Regions from separate parts of the Columba livia genome. Here region 2 is linked to region 1. The links are chromatin contacts, called in public Hi-C maps. All regions are on one chromosome and are shown on one strand. The core of a region is the stretch at or near the end of the contact, and the rest is flanking DNA. Distances in the headings are between cores, read along the strand shown.

The links. Hi-C and Micro-C count contacts between places; a contact is called where the count stands out from the background.
Region 2: a contact with region 1 is called in a Hi-C map of crop, with 4 times the contacts expected there. The contact joins the promoter of ST3GAL1 here to the enhancer-like site in region 1. A contact is called at or near these places in 2 of 2 Hi-C or Micro-C datasets (crop and liver).

Annotation. Positions count from the first base shown.
Region 1 is chr2:154,237,031-154,242,908 of bColLiv1.pat.W.v2, reverse strand. It overlaps ST3GAL1 (ST3 beta-galactoside alpha-2,3-sialyltransferase 1), which reads left to right. Exons shown (of 7, transcript XM_065054456.1): 5 at 1,757-1,802; 6 at 4,023-4,142. Among named protein-coding and RNA genes, the nearest start is that of ST3GAL1, 73 kb to the left of the region's middle. Within about 2 kb of position 1,453, at least 1 of the 3 cell types and tissues checked has an H3K27ac peak away from gene starts, as active enhancers do.
Region 2 is chr2:154,309,868-154,316,071 of bColLiv1.pat.W.v2, reverse strand. ST3GAL1 (ST3 beta-galactoside alpha-2,3-sialyltransferase 1) reads left to right here and starts at 3,449. Exons shown (of 7, transcript XM_065054456.1): 1 at 3,449-3,610. It overlaps LOC135578713 (a long non-coding RNA gene), which reads right to left and starts at 3,797. Exons shown (of 3, transcript XR_010470811.1): 1 at 3,664-3,797.

The DNA.
Region 1 (5,878 bases), core at 204-2,703:
TTAGTGTGTGAGAATTTAACCCCATGGAAGAAATGCCAGTATTTTAAGGCTTTTGCCATACTCAAAGCAGAGAATTTGCATAATTAATAACCTGGCACATGCTGGAGCAATAAAACCAGAAAATCATAAGCTCACAAATCATAATGCATTTAACAAAATTTTTAGGCTAACAGAATAAACCTATGAGCATGCCTTAAACACACAATGTCAGATACAGTGTATAGGGGAATTGTTGACTGTACATTTGTAAAGGGGAGAAGACATCAAATTAAAAAAAATATATGTATATCTGAAATTTGGTATTTTAGAAGAGAATAAATACTCAGTTAAAAAAGATAAGCATCCTGTATTATGGTTCTGAAGAAAAGCCAAACTGTATATGGCCTTAATATTGGCTTGAATTGATAGCTGAATGATTCGGACATGTCCCATTTGACTGATGGATGTCCTATTCAAAGTGGCTTTCTAAGACTGAGCATTGTCCCAGAAAAGACTTAGGAAAGCTTTCTGGGACAGAAAACCTTCAGGACCTCATCAGTCATATATTTAGCCTACTTGCCTTAACTTGACTTCTCCGAGTCTTCCAGGAATCTCTACAGTGAAAAATCTTCATGTATCTCTGCTTGGTTTTGCAAAAGGAGATAGATACCTAAGGAGATGAGGACATTGCTAGGTCACCACTGGTCTGGGAAGACTTAGACAAATGTTTCGAAGTGCTGATGATCCGTGATTCAAAAAGAAGTAAAACTTTAATCACAGGAACCTTGTTGTTAACAAGAAAACAAAGAAAACCAGCCCGAACAACCAACCACGAACAAACAAAACAAACAAACAACAAATAAAAAAAAACACAAAAATCAAAACAAACAAAAAAAAACCCTCACAAGTAAAAGTATTTAGATTGAATTAATGGAAGGTTTTGGTGATTTATCACAACCCATCTAAAAAGTATGCAAAGTATATTTGGGAATATAGTCCAGCTAAAAGGCCAGTTCAGAATTTTCTTACTTGAAACAAAGTCAGGGAGATTTATTATTTTTACAGCACTCGTGATGAGCTGTGCAATGCCCGCCTGCACTGTGCATGAGATACGGGGAAGAAAAGATCTTTTTGTTTTCAAGACATGACTCGTGATTTTGATCCAGTCATAAGGTCTGACTTGGAAGTTTTACGCTGGGAACTGCAGGAAGCCTTCAGCATCCCCCTGAGGAGGAGGGAATAGCCTTCTGATCAGGGGCCGTGTACTGGGAATGCCAGAATTACACATAAGAACAGAAATTACGAACTCTACTACCACCTTCTCTGGAAATAATGCGGTAGCTACAAGTATTAGGAGGGGAAAAGTCTCCCCCTGGTGGGAAAAGGTTTTTCTGCCATGAAGTTAAGTGGAAAGCCCTTTCCTTCGTCAAAGCGCAAATACTGCAACAGGCACGGGCCAAGAAGTCGTGGGCTCCGTATAATATTGACTTTACAATATATTGTGAACTAAATCTTTGGTGTCCTACTGTCAATAATTAACTTGAAAATTTAAAAACATAATGGCTTCCTATAAACTTGCTTCAATGACGCCTCAGTTCTTTTTTATGCTGCATTACTTAATTGCAGCCTCATTTTCCAACAATTGCTTGAATATATTGTTTTCAAATGATTTGAAATTATTTCTGTACATGAAGAATATTCTGTCTTTGGAAATACAGGAAAATATTATCGTGTTTGACTTTTTACTAATCTTGGTGTTAATTTTTTCTTCTAACAGCACATATGTTCCAGTTCCACGGAAAATCAAAGTCAAAAAAGAAAAGGTGAGCGATGCTGATTTGTGAACTTGTTCTGCTAATCTACTTGTAGGTCTTTTGCCACTTTGGGAGACTGCAAGAACCCCTTGATATTCATAAAAACTACAACCAGAACACACACTTCACAAGGCTCAGGTGAACAAAAGGTTTAGCTGCTGTGTGCCCTTCAGGACACAGATCAGCCTCATTTAGCCAGCTAAATAACTGAGGTTGGAAAGAAACTATTCTTGTGATTATACCAGAGCATCACCACTGTTCTGAAGGTCGTGTTGCTTCCTCTCGTACTGCTCAGGGAGATTTAAGGTTCACTGTTGGCCAACTGTGCTCGCCATCCACAGCAGTTCTGCTGTTCCCATCCGTTGCAGTTATTTGGATGTAATGACACTTTGAGCTGTGGAAAGCCTTTGAGGTTCTTTAAAAATAATTTGACTATTTGATCACCAGGGATGTTTCTCACTCCCAGCTCAGTTCCTTGGAATAAAGAGCTGAATGAATTCTGAACAAACAACACTGTGTGTTTTCAAGTCAAGGGAGAATTCAAGATGGTATCGATGGCTCTTGGAGAATGTTCCTAACCCACAGTTGTAATAACTGTCTGCACCCAATTAAACAAGCCTTGAGACTAGGCTCATTGTTGAAGTTTACTGTGGTCTAATAGACGTGTCCTACTGGAGGCAGGGTTTCCCATGGGGCAGAATAGTCATTCCAATGTTGCAACTTTAGCCACTGTGCAAAGACTTTTCTCTTATGTAGCTGCATGGTTTGGGGACATAACCAAGGCAGGCTATGTAGAGAAAGGTAAAAGATGTTTCCTCTTCCACAAGCGTTCCAGCAAAATGTCTCATTCTCTCAGCCTTTGGAGAGGCTGATTTTCAGAGGAGCTCAGGCTTCTAGTGTCTCAAGGGTTGGTAATGTGTGTTAGCCCCAGAGCATTAAAATTAAAGATTAAAGCACATGTCCTTCATTCAGGAGGCCAGGTTTTGCCAAAGGCTTCAGAGGAGATCTTTAACCAGTATTAGTTTATATCTCCAAGCTCCAAACTGTGGACCTTTGGGGCTATTAAATAATCACTTAGCTCATCCCTACCTGGTGTGAGAAACACATTAACCTCTGCAAAAACCTTGTGAGATGCACTATGGCAGGTTGTTAAACTCACGTCACACTTGAGTAGCACCAGCCCAGGGTACGGCTGGTGATTTGCAGCAGCTTCCTGAGCACAGAGATGAGAAGCTTGTATTTCTTCCCACGTCATGCAATGCAAAACACCCTGTGAGAAGCGATTACACACAGATACAATATCAGCAATTAACCTCTGACTTCGTAAAAGGAAAAGCCCTGCAGCTAACCAGTCACTCTAATTACAAACGCAGCATGGAGGGAAAAGCCTCTCTTTGCCTGATTGAGAGAAGGTGGTTGAAACCAACGGCTCCCACCAGTCCTAGGATTTACTGTGCACTCAGGCCTGATCTTAAGAACTCTGTCTCCATTAGATGGCCTCACAATTTCCCCAGGTGATAACCAAGTATTATTTACATCTTTAAAAAACAAATAAACAAAACAGCATAGAAAAATAGCATGTTTGGGAAATGGAAGAAATGCAGCTCATGCAACCTGACAAGCTTCCTGATAGTTTACACCTGACCTCTCATTTCCTCAGATCTGTACCTGTAGCAATACTAAGGCATGGTCAGCATATTGTGCAGAATATGAAGTTGCTCCTACATTCCTGCACACATTACAGTTGGACTGAATGATCTTAAGGGTCTTTTCCAACCTAAATGATTCTACGATTCTATCAAATCTCAGATGGAATTTTATACTTGTCTTGCTCAGGCCTCCAACTCCCCAGAGCTCACCTACATTACAGCAGGACACTACAGGGAGAGCTGAATGCACAATTTTCTTCCAGCATGTGCCTTTTCATGCCCATTGGTTTCAGTAAGAATCATCCAGGATTTACATTAGTGTAAGCAGGTGGGATATCAAGACCAAAGAAGGAATATTCATGTGTAATTGCACGTGGGAAATATCCTTGAATGTGCTTAGCTCTGGGACTTTATTTTTCCCTTTCACCTGCCCTCAGGGAATAAATATTATTCCTTTTTCCCTTCCTCCCTTACCCAAGTGTCCTTTAGGGATGACAGGCTACTGTTGTTTTGTTGTTTGTTGTTTTTTTTTTTCCCCAGGGTATTTTATTAATGAGTCTTTCTCTCCAATTTTGCCTAGATCCTCATTTACAATCCAACTTTTATGAAATACGTCTATGAAAATTGGCTCCAGCATCATGGGAGATACCCCTCCACGGGCCTTCTGTCTTTGATATTTGCACTCCACGTATGCGATGAGGTCTGTGTTTGCGTTTATGGATAAAAAATCAGGACATTTTACACTGAAGTGGCAGGAACTTGCCCTGGCCACTCAGCCTTTATTTCCCTCTTTCCATTTTCTCTACCATTTGCTTCTTCAAACAGATGCAGAGTCCTCAGTAACATGCTGACAGTGATTTTTTTCATGTCAGCAAGTTGTAGGGTTTAAGACGCTTTTGGGGGAAATGTAATTAAACAAAAATAGTGAGATTCCACATGGCTTTCAAAGGCATATAAATATGGATGGTGTCAGTGCCCATTTTGTTAGTGGAATCCCAAATTACATTTTGTCTCACTGTTTAGGCACCTAGAGCCATTGGTGTTGCCCTGGGCATGCCTACTGGGCATACCTATGGAGAGAGGCTGAGGGAGCTGGGGTTGTTTAATCTAGAGAAGAGGAGGCTTAGAGGTGAGCTCATCACTCTCTAGAACTACCTGAAGGGAAGTTCTAGCCAGGTGGGGATTGGTCTCTTCTCCCAGGCAGTCAGCAATAGGACAAGGGGCCACGGGCTTAAACTCTGCCAGGGGAAATTTAGGCTGGATACTAGAAAGCAATTCTTTCCAGAGAGAGTGGTCAGGCATTGGAATGGCTGCCCAGGGAGGTGCTGGACTCACCATCCCTGGAGGTTTTTAAACTGAGATTGGACATGGCACTTAGTGCCATGATCTAGTAAATGGACTGGAGTTGGACCAAGGGTTGGGTTTGATGATCTCTGAGGTCTTTTCCAACTCAGTCAATTCTGTGATTCTGCCTCCATCTGCCAGGCCAGAAAAGTATGAATCTCTTGGCTTTGTGTGACATCCGCCTGCCTTGAATACATGTATTGAGTACCCAAGGACATCTCAAATGGCACTTATGTTTGGGCAACTGCAATGAGGTCTTATCTGTCTAATCAGTGAGGCAAATCAACTGCATGGTAAGACATTAGGAGAGCAGTATTGCTCCCTGCGTTCCAGGAACTGTGCTGCGTGAATCACCACTGACTAATGGATGTTCAGGCACCTCCATTCGGATACCTTAATCTGAAGAACTTCAATGATCATCTCTTACATTAGCCAATTTGGGGAGTGCAGATGGTCTCTTTTCAAACTCAAGCTTGTGGATTTATACAGTAGGTTGTGATAAATGCCACTGCTCCAGCAGTTACTTGAGAAAATTCCCTGGCTTGAGTGATGTGAGATGCTCCTACATGACAGGAAACTTGGCTAGTTAGTGTAAGGCCAGATCAGTTCTACAAAATCCTGCAAGCATGAGCTTGTCAGCATGGGGTATAAAAATCACTGTACTGATAAAATCCCTGTCCAGGATACAGGTCTGATGATAAAAGAGATCTTTCTTTCACCTAGGCCTGTGTTGACTGAAGAAGTGATAGAAATGCTCTTAATGATGCTGACAGAAACTGTACCATAGCCAAGGCAGATAGGGTGGGTGGGTTGGGTGAAGCCTGTTTTCTGGTGAGCAGGCAATGAGCCAGGCTTTGACATTATCAAAACCAGTTTAAAACAACCTCATATTTTGGGTGATCATGGTGTGGGTGGGTTAGGACACTTGTTTTGTGGGCTATAACCCGTTCAAAACCAGCCATATGGCCACTCTCAGTTTAAATAAGTCAACTGTTATGTTTGGACCTTTACAACCAGAGCAGACAGCCATAGCCATTGGCAAATGACCCATTGGGAAAGGCCATAGGAGTATACACACAAAGAACATAAGGT
Region 2 (6,204 bases), core at 2,200-4,699, 71 kb before region 1:
CTTCTCCCTTTGCTGTTGCAAGGAGTTAGAAGGGGCAAGAAATTAAATACATAAAAGGTGAATGATTTACCAGAAATTAGCATTGCCTATTAAAACTGCCAAGTGTGACTAAGCTGGTGTTCCTAGAGCTACATTGTTTAGGAAGTTAAGAGGAAGTTGGCAAAAAATATTCCAGTCAACCTCAAAAAAATAGCCAAAAGTCAACGTTTCATGCCTCCTCCAACACCACCTGGGTCCAGTTCTTTCGCAGCTTTAGGTTAAGCAAATTACAGCTCCTCTGACTTAACCTTGGGATAAAGCTTTCTGAGATGGGAGAGCCTTAGTTCTGCCCACATCTGGTTTACCAGTGTATGTAAGAGGAAAAAGCAGTGAAATTGCTTCATATCTCTTTTTCTTCTGACCAGTGTTGGTGATAATGATTTCCTTGTTATGGCTTGCAGACACCAGCACGGTGCTGTGTCAATGCATAGGAGGGCTCAAATCTGAGTCTTAAATAAAAAGAGTTTTGGTTCCAGCACAGCAGGTTTGTAAAATATCTACTGACAAGAGAAAAAAAAAAAGATTGTTCTACATGGCCTGTAAAACATATGTTAAAAATTCTGCATCGTAGACCAGCTTTAAATTATTCATTTTTAATCCCTTCAGCCTTGAAGGGCCTTTAAACATTGACTACTGAGAAACAATCCTGCTACTGAGGGAACAGCTATAAAATAAAGTATTGGCTACTTAAAAATATAGAGAAAAATGCTTTACCTAGACACAGTATCTGCATTTTTAAATATGAATAAAGGGCTGGATCCCCACTTGGTGAAAGCTGATACAGCTCCTTTGATGTCTGCATAGCTGTCCCCCATCAGCAGCTGAAAGCCCTGGCCCAGAGTTTAGAATAGATATCATTTCTCTACATAAGAAGACAAGTGAGATTTGCATGGTTAGTTCAAACTATTTCATATTCACTGAGCTGTTGAGGAAATACTGTCTGTGAAACAAATACTGGATTCTTTCCCAAAAACATCTACATGACACTTGCTAAGGAAACGCTACGGTATAAAGGGGAGCAGATCCAGCCCTCTGCGTTGGAACCTGCTGTAGTTACTATGGCATGATCAGATGGTGCTTGGTATCTGCACACTCCTTGGGGTGCATTGGTGAAGTTGAGAGCATCCAAAGGAGCTAATTGAGTGTAACACTGGTATAACGAAGATGAGTATGTTCCACACTTGCTGTTTCAGGGCAATTTGGGCTTGTTCTCTGTACCACGCTCAGCCTCCTACTTCTCAAGATAGCACCAGTGGAGACCTGAGGCACTTTTCCATGCTCCACCCATATCCCTTGTTCAGAACCTGCTCCCTGTCTCTGTTATGGAATCATAAAATGATTTGGGTTGGAAGGGACCTTAAGGATCACCTAGTTCTCATTGCTTTGCTATGGGCAGGGACACCTTCCATTAGACCAGGTTGCCCAAAGCCCCATCCAGCCTGGCCTTGAACACTTCCATGGAGGGGGCAACCACAGCTTCTCTGGGCAACCTGTTCTGGTGTCATCTTGATTAACTAGCATTAATTAAGACATTCTTGACTGCAGGGTGCTTCCCTTGATACAACCTGCAGACACACTAGTAAAACTTTATCTACTGTATGATAAGAAATCACTTGTTTTACTATAATATTTTTTTTTCTCTGTTAAACTTATGGACAAACCAGATGTGGTACAAGAGGTAGTGAAATGCAGAGTGCCCAGACTTTTCCTTTCCTTTCCTTCTCCTTGCTTTTATAGAGTATTCTTCAGAGCCCTCATCACTCTCTCATTCCATCCATCCTCTCAGAAATGCCTGAGAGAGATCTTCAAACCTGATGCACTGCCTTTTCTTTTTTTTGCTGGTGAGCTGGTCCCCAGTGGCTTTTTCATAAACAGACCCACTCACAATCATCAGGAAGGAAATGAAGCAGCAAATTCAACTAATTTCCCTGAAGGTGGGAATATCAAGTTGAGAGGGTTACAGAAACTGTCACAGGTGATCGAATCGGGGCTCCTCAAGGGCCCTATCCCACCTTCAGCAAAGTGGCAAGCAGCTCCTGGGAAAAAACAGTGAAGAGCTACTTATTACACTGTTTCCCACACACAGTAATTCCATGTGTTGATACATTCCTTGTTTAAAAAAGAACCAACACAACTAACACAACTAGCTTTTTTTTTTTTTTTTTTTTTTTTTTTTAAGTCTCATTACTTTAGATTAAATCCCTTCCAAGCCCTGTTTATGAGGGATGTAATACTATGTTGCTCTGCAGTATCTAGGGACAGGATTTAGTGAGGGGGCGAATCCCTGGAAGGTTTTGTCGGGGTTTATGCTCCTAAGCAGGAAGTTCAGCCTGTCACTGGTACTCACACCCCAATACAAATACCTGCACGGTACACAATGTGACACCGGTCTAAATTCACACTTAAGCTTTTACTAATATAACTCTATGGAAACAAGCTCAGTGACGGCTTTTGATTTACAACTCCTGTGTAGCGTGTTACAGTTTCCAGTGGAAGTATGCTGTGCTGGATGGAATAAAACAACAATGTAGGTAGTTTCATTAACTAGATTAATAACCTATAAACTTATCTGCTTCACAAAGGGAGTTATGCACTGGCTGTCCACCTTTAAGAAACATGTTTTTCAGAGCTCAGGAATACGTTCTCTACCTTGACATGTGCTGTAGATATTCACTGTGCATGTGAAACTGCCTACGGGCGAACCGGAGAGAAGACCAGAGAGATTATTTGCTCCTCTGGAGGTGTTGTAACCTCCCCCCTTCTTGTCTCGGCTCCAGCCTTTACACATCGACACTAAAAAAGTCAGCATTATGTTGTTAAATAGTTTTAGCAGACACTTTATCAGTTGAATGTGTCTGTCTGGGGGATTCTTTAATGATGTTGTATTCTTTTTAATTCTACAGCATTTTATAGTCGCCTTAAAAATGTCTGATGCTGCACTGATATATTATTAACGATGCAAAGTATGCTTTCTCCTCTGAGAAGAACCGAATTTTTTTTCGGTGTCCCTGCTGTGATACCTGCTGGGATCCACACAGCCCATTTCAGGTACAGAAGGTTCAGGGTGGGGGTGAGAACAGGGCTATTTCTGAGTGATCACTCTTCAGGGATGTCGTATCGGGAGCTGGGATTTCCTCCCGGCGCAGGAGGGGCGAGCCAGGGGGTCGGCGGCTGCGACCCCCCGGCCGCTCCTTGACCCCGCAGGCGGGCGCAGCCCCGACGGGCGCAGCGCGCACCCTGCGCCGCGCAACCCCCGCGGCCACGCAGCCCCGCGCAGCGGTTCGGGTCCGGGGGAGGAGGGGAGGCCGCCCCGGCACCGCCCTGCCCGGCTCCGAGGAGGAGCCGCCGGGGCCCCCGGCGCCGTCCACGTGTCTGGGGGCGCGTTATATGAGCGGGCAGGAAGCCCTGCGGGGAGGGAAGGGGAGGGACGGGGCGCCCGGAGAGGCTCCGCGGGCGGCGCAGGCAGCGACAGAAGCGGCGGCAGCAGCAGCAGCAGCGACAGCAGCAGCGACCGCCCGCCAGCCCGCCCTTCCCTGGCCATGGGGCTTGGCGGCCCCCCCAGCGCCCCACCGTGAGTACCGCGGGACCCCCCCGCCGCCCTCCTCCGCCTTCCTCCCCGCTTACCTGCAAATTCTCCCGCTCCCCCCTGCTGCGAAAGGCGCGGCGGGAGCCTCCCCCTCCCTTCCAGCTCCTCATTCTACTCTTTAAGTTGTGTCTTGTGTCTTTCTTTTTTTCCCCTTTTCCTTTTCCTTTTTTTTTTTTTTTTCTTTCCTATTATTATTGTTTAGAAGCAGGGGTTGTTCCCGGCACTGACGGAGATTGCAGCATCCCCCGGCGGGTGCCCCGGCACTCCGAAGCGGGGAGGCTTCCCTCCATCCAGCCGGGATTTCCCCGGTGGAGGGGGGCAGAAGGAAAGGTTGCGGGTGCCGGGGTGGGCTCCTGAGCAAGGCGCACCTTCGGGCGATGCCCGTGCAGCTCCGGGGGGCAGTGGCGGGGGGTGTCCTCCCCACGGCATGCCCCGGTCCACGGGGGACCGGTCCTGCCCCGTGCCCTGCCCGGCGGAGCCGCTTGGCTGCGGGGTGGTCGCTGGCAGGCGGAGAACAGCGGGAGGGACCAGCCCGATGGAGTCCTGTACCCTGATTTCTTTTTTATTGTGTTTTATTTTTATTTTTTTATTTCTTTTCCCCTTGGGTAGGCTGTGCGGTGAGAGAGGAACGCCAGCATTACCCCGTTAGAGGGAAAAAAGCAGACTAACTGTCTTAGGTACCCACTCTTACATATCTGTTTGCGGAATTAATTTCCGCAGGAGTGTAAATAACTAATCTTCGAGGCCAACAGTTTGGTTGTTAGGTGTATTTTGATTGCACTTTGATATATTTATGTCCATAGCAAACATAGAGCCAAGATCTTTTACGTGATTGATTTTAGTCTTGGCATTAATGAAAACAAACCAGTAAAAAAATGCCTCGGTGCAGATTTACTTGTTTGACACACACGAGATTCTTCAACTCTTTGTAACGGTTGGGCTTGTATGTATCCAATACATTGAAATAACTCATTCATTTCATTGTAAGTCTGAATTATATATTTGCCTAGTGGGCACACATGTTAAAGGAAAAACCTCCCTAATTATGGATCTTTCAGAGAGATTGGAAGGGTGACAAAGCCCTTGTAATCTTTTGGGTCAATTTTCATAAGCTCCAAAAGCTCTCTTTGAAAAGGAAATTAAATTTCAGTGTGGAAAAGAGACAGGAAATTCAAGGATATAAAAAAGAAAGTCCCTATTCTACTTTGATCCTGTCCTCAGGACTTCATTTATGTTGGTGCTCTTCAGTGATATAAGTTAAAATGAAGAGTCACCTTTGACTGGAGTCTTCCTGTCTCTTGGCTGTTCAGAAGATACTCAATTAACAGCACACTCCTCCTGTGTATTATTTACACGGTTTTAGCTGGAGGGGTGGCTCTGCGTGAAGTATTTGCTTTGAAATATTTGGATCGCTACATCGCGTCCCGTGTGAACAACAACAGCCAGGGCTTCCTGCAGCCGATATGATCACCCCTCCTCAATTTTTACTGCTCGATCCAATGCCGGTGGTGCTCTGCCTGGTGTTCATAATGCCTTGAAAGAGCTGTTCTCATGTTAGAAGAAGTTGGGGTTGGCTTTGGGTCCTCTTTCCCCTTTGGCAATGGTGTTATCTGCAGGGCACGGCTGTGCTCGGGGTCCTTTTTGGGCTCATCTGGGATCCTGGCAGGTTTTAATCCGTTTGAACACATGTTGGGGCGGTGGTTGGGGGTGGAGGTGGGAATGGTTGGATGGTTTTTTTAGTTAAGTATACTTGTTTTCCTGATTATCTTGGAAACAACAGAACCCCTGCATAAGTCTACAGTGAACTTGGTGCTCTGTACCTCTGCCAATTTCTCACTTCATTTACTCTATTTTGGTGCTGCTGTAGGGTAACATTTCAGTGGCAGTGGGTTTAAATCCCGTACCTCAACAAAGTCTCAGTCTATGGTCCTGCCAAACCAGCTTTAAAGCTACCACTAGATTTTTAAACTACACTTCTGTCTAATATACCTTCGTTTTACCTTTCTGCTAGTAACATGTGAGAGCATAGTCTCTGAAAGAGCAAAAGAAGAGAAAAAACTAATTCCTCATTCTTTTGGCTTGTTCACTTGGCATATAGGCTGATTGTGCAGTGGAGAGAGTGACTTACCCTGTTTGTATGAATTTTTCACACATCCCAGCCAGAAAGGAGCTTGCAGCCTCATTTGCAGTTTTTCTTCCAAACTTGATGATATTAATAATGGTGATGGCATCTCAATTGAGGAAGGTAGTTGGTAAAACTAAACATCATTTATATAAGGCTTTTTTTTCTGTTAATCGTTTGGCTTTTCTGTTTATACAAAACTAGGAGTAATTTGAGGGGAAATTAGGGTCATGCAGATAGCAGTTCCATCTTCTAGATTATAACAGCATCTTTTACGCTAAGTGCACTGCAAACACTGTTAAATGATAGTAGTAATATGTTTTTATTAGGAGTTTGTTTTAGAAGTGTTTTCAAATACGTGGTGAAGCAGAAATGTGCTTTTAAAAGCAGAGGAGTGAGAGTGGATCCAGCTCTGTAGCATATTTCAAGTACTGTTAATCCCACCACCTGGTGGAGC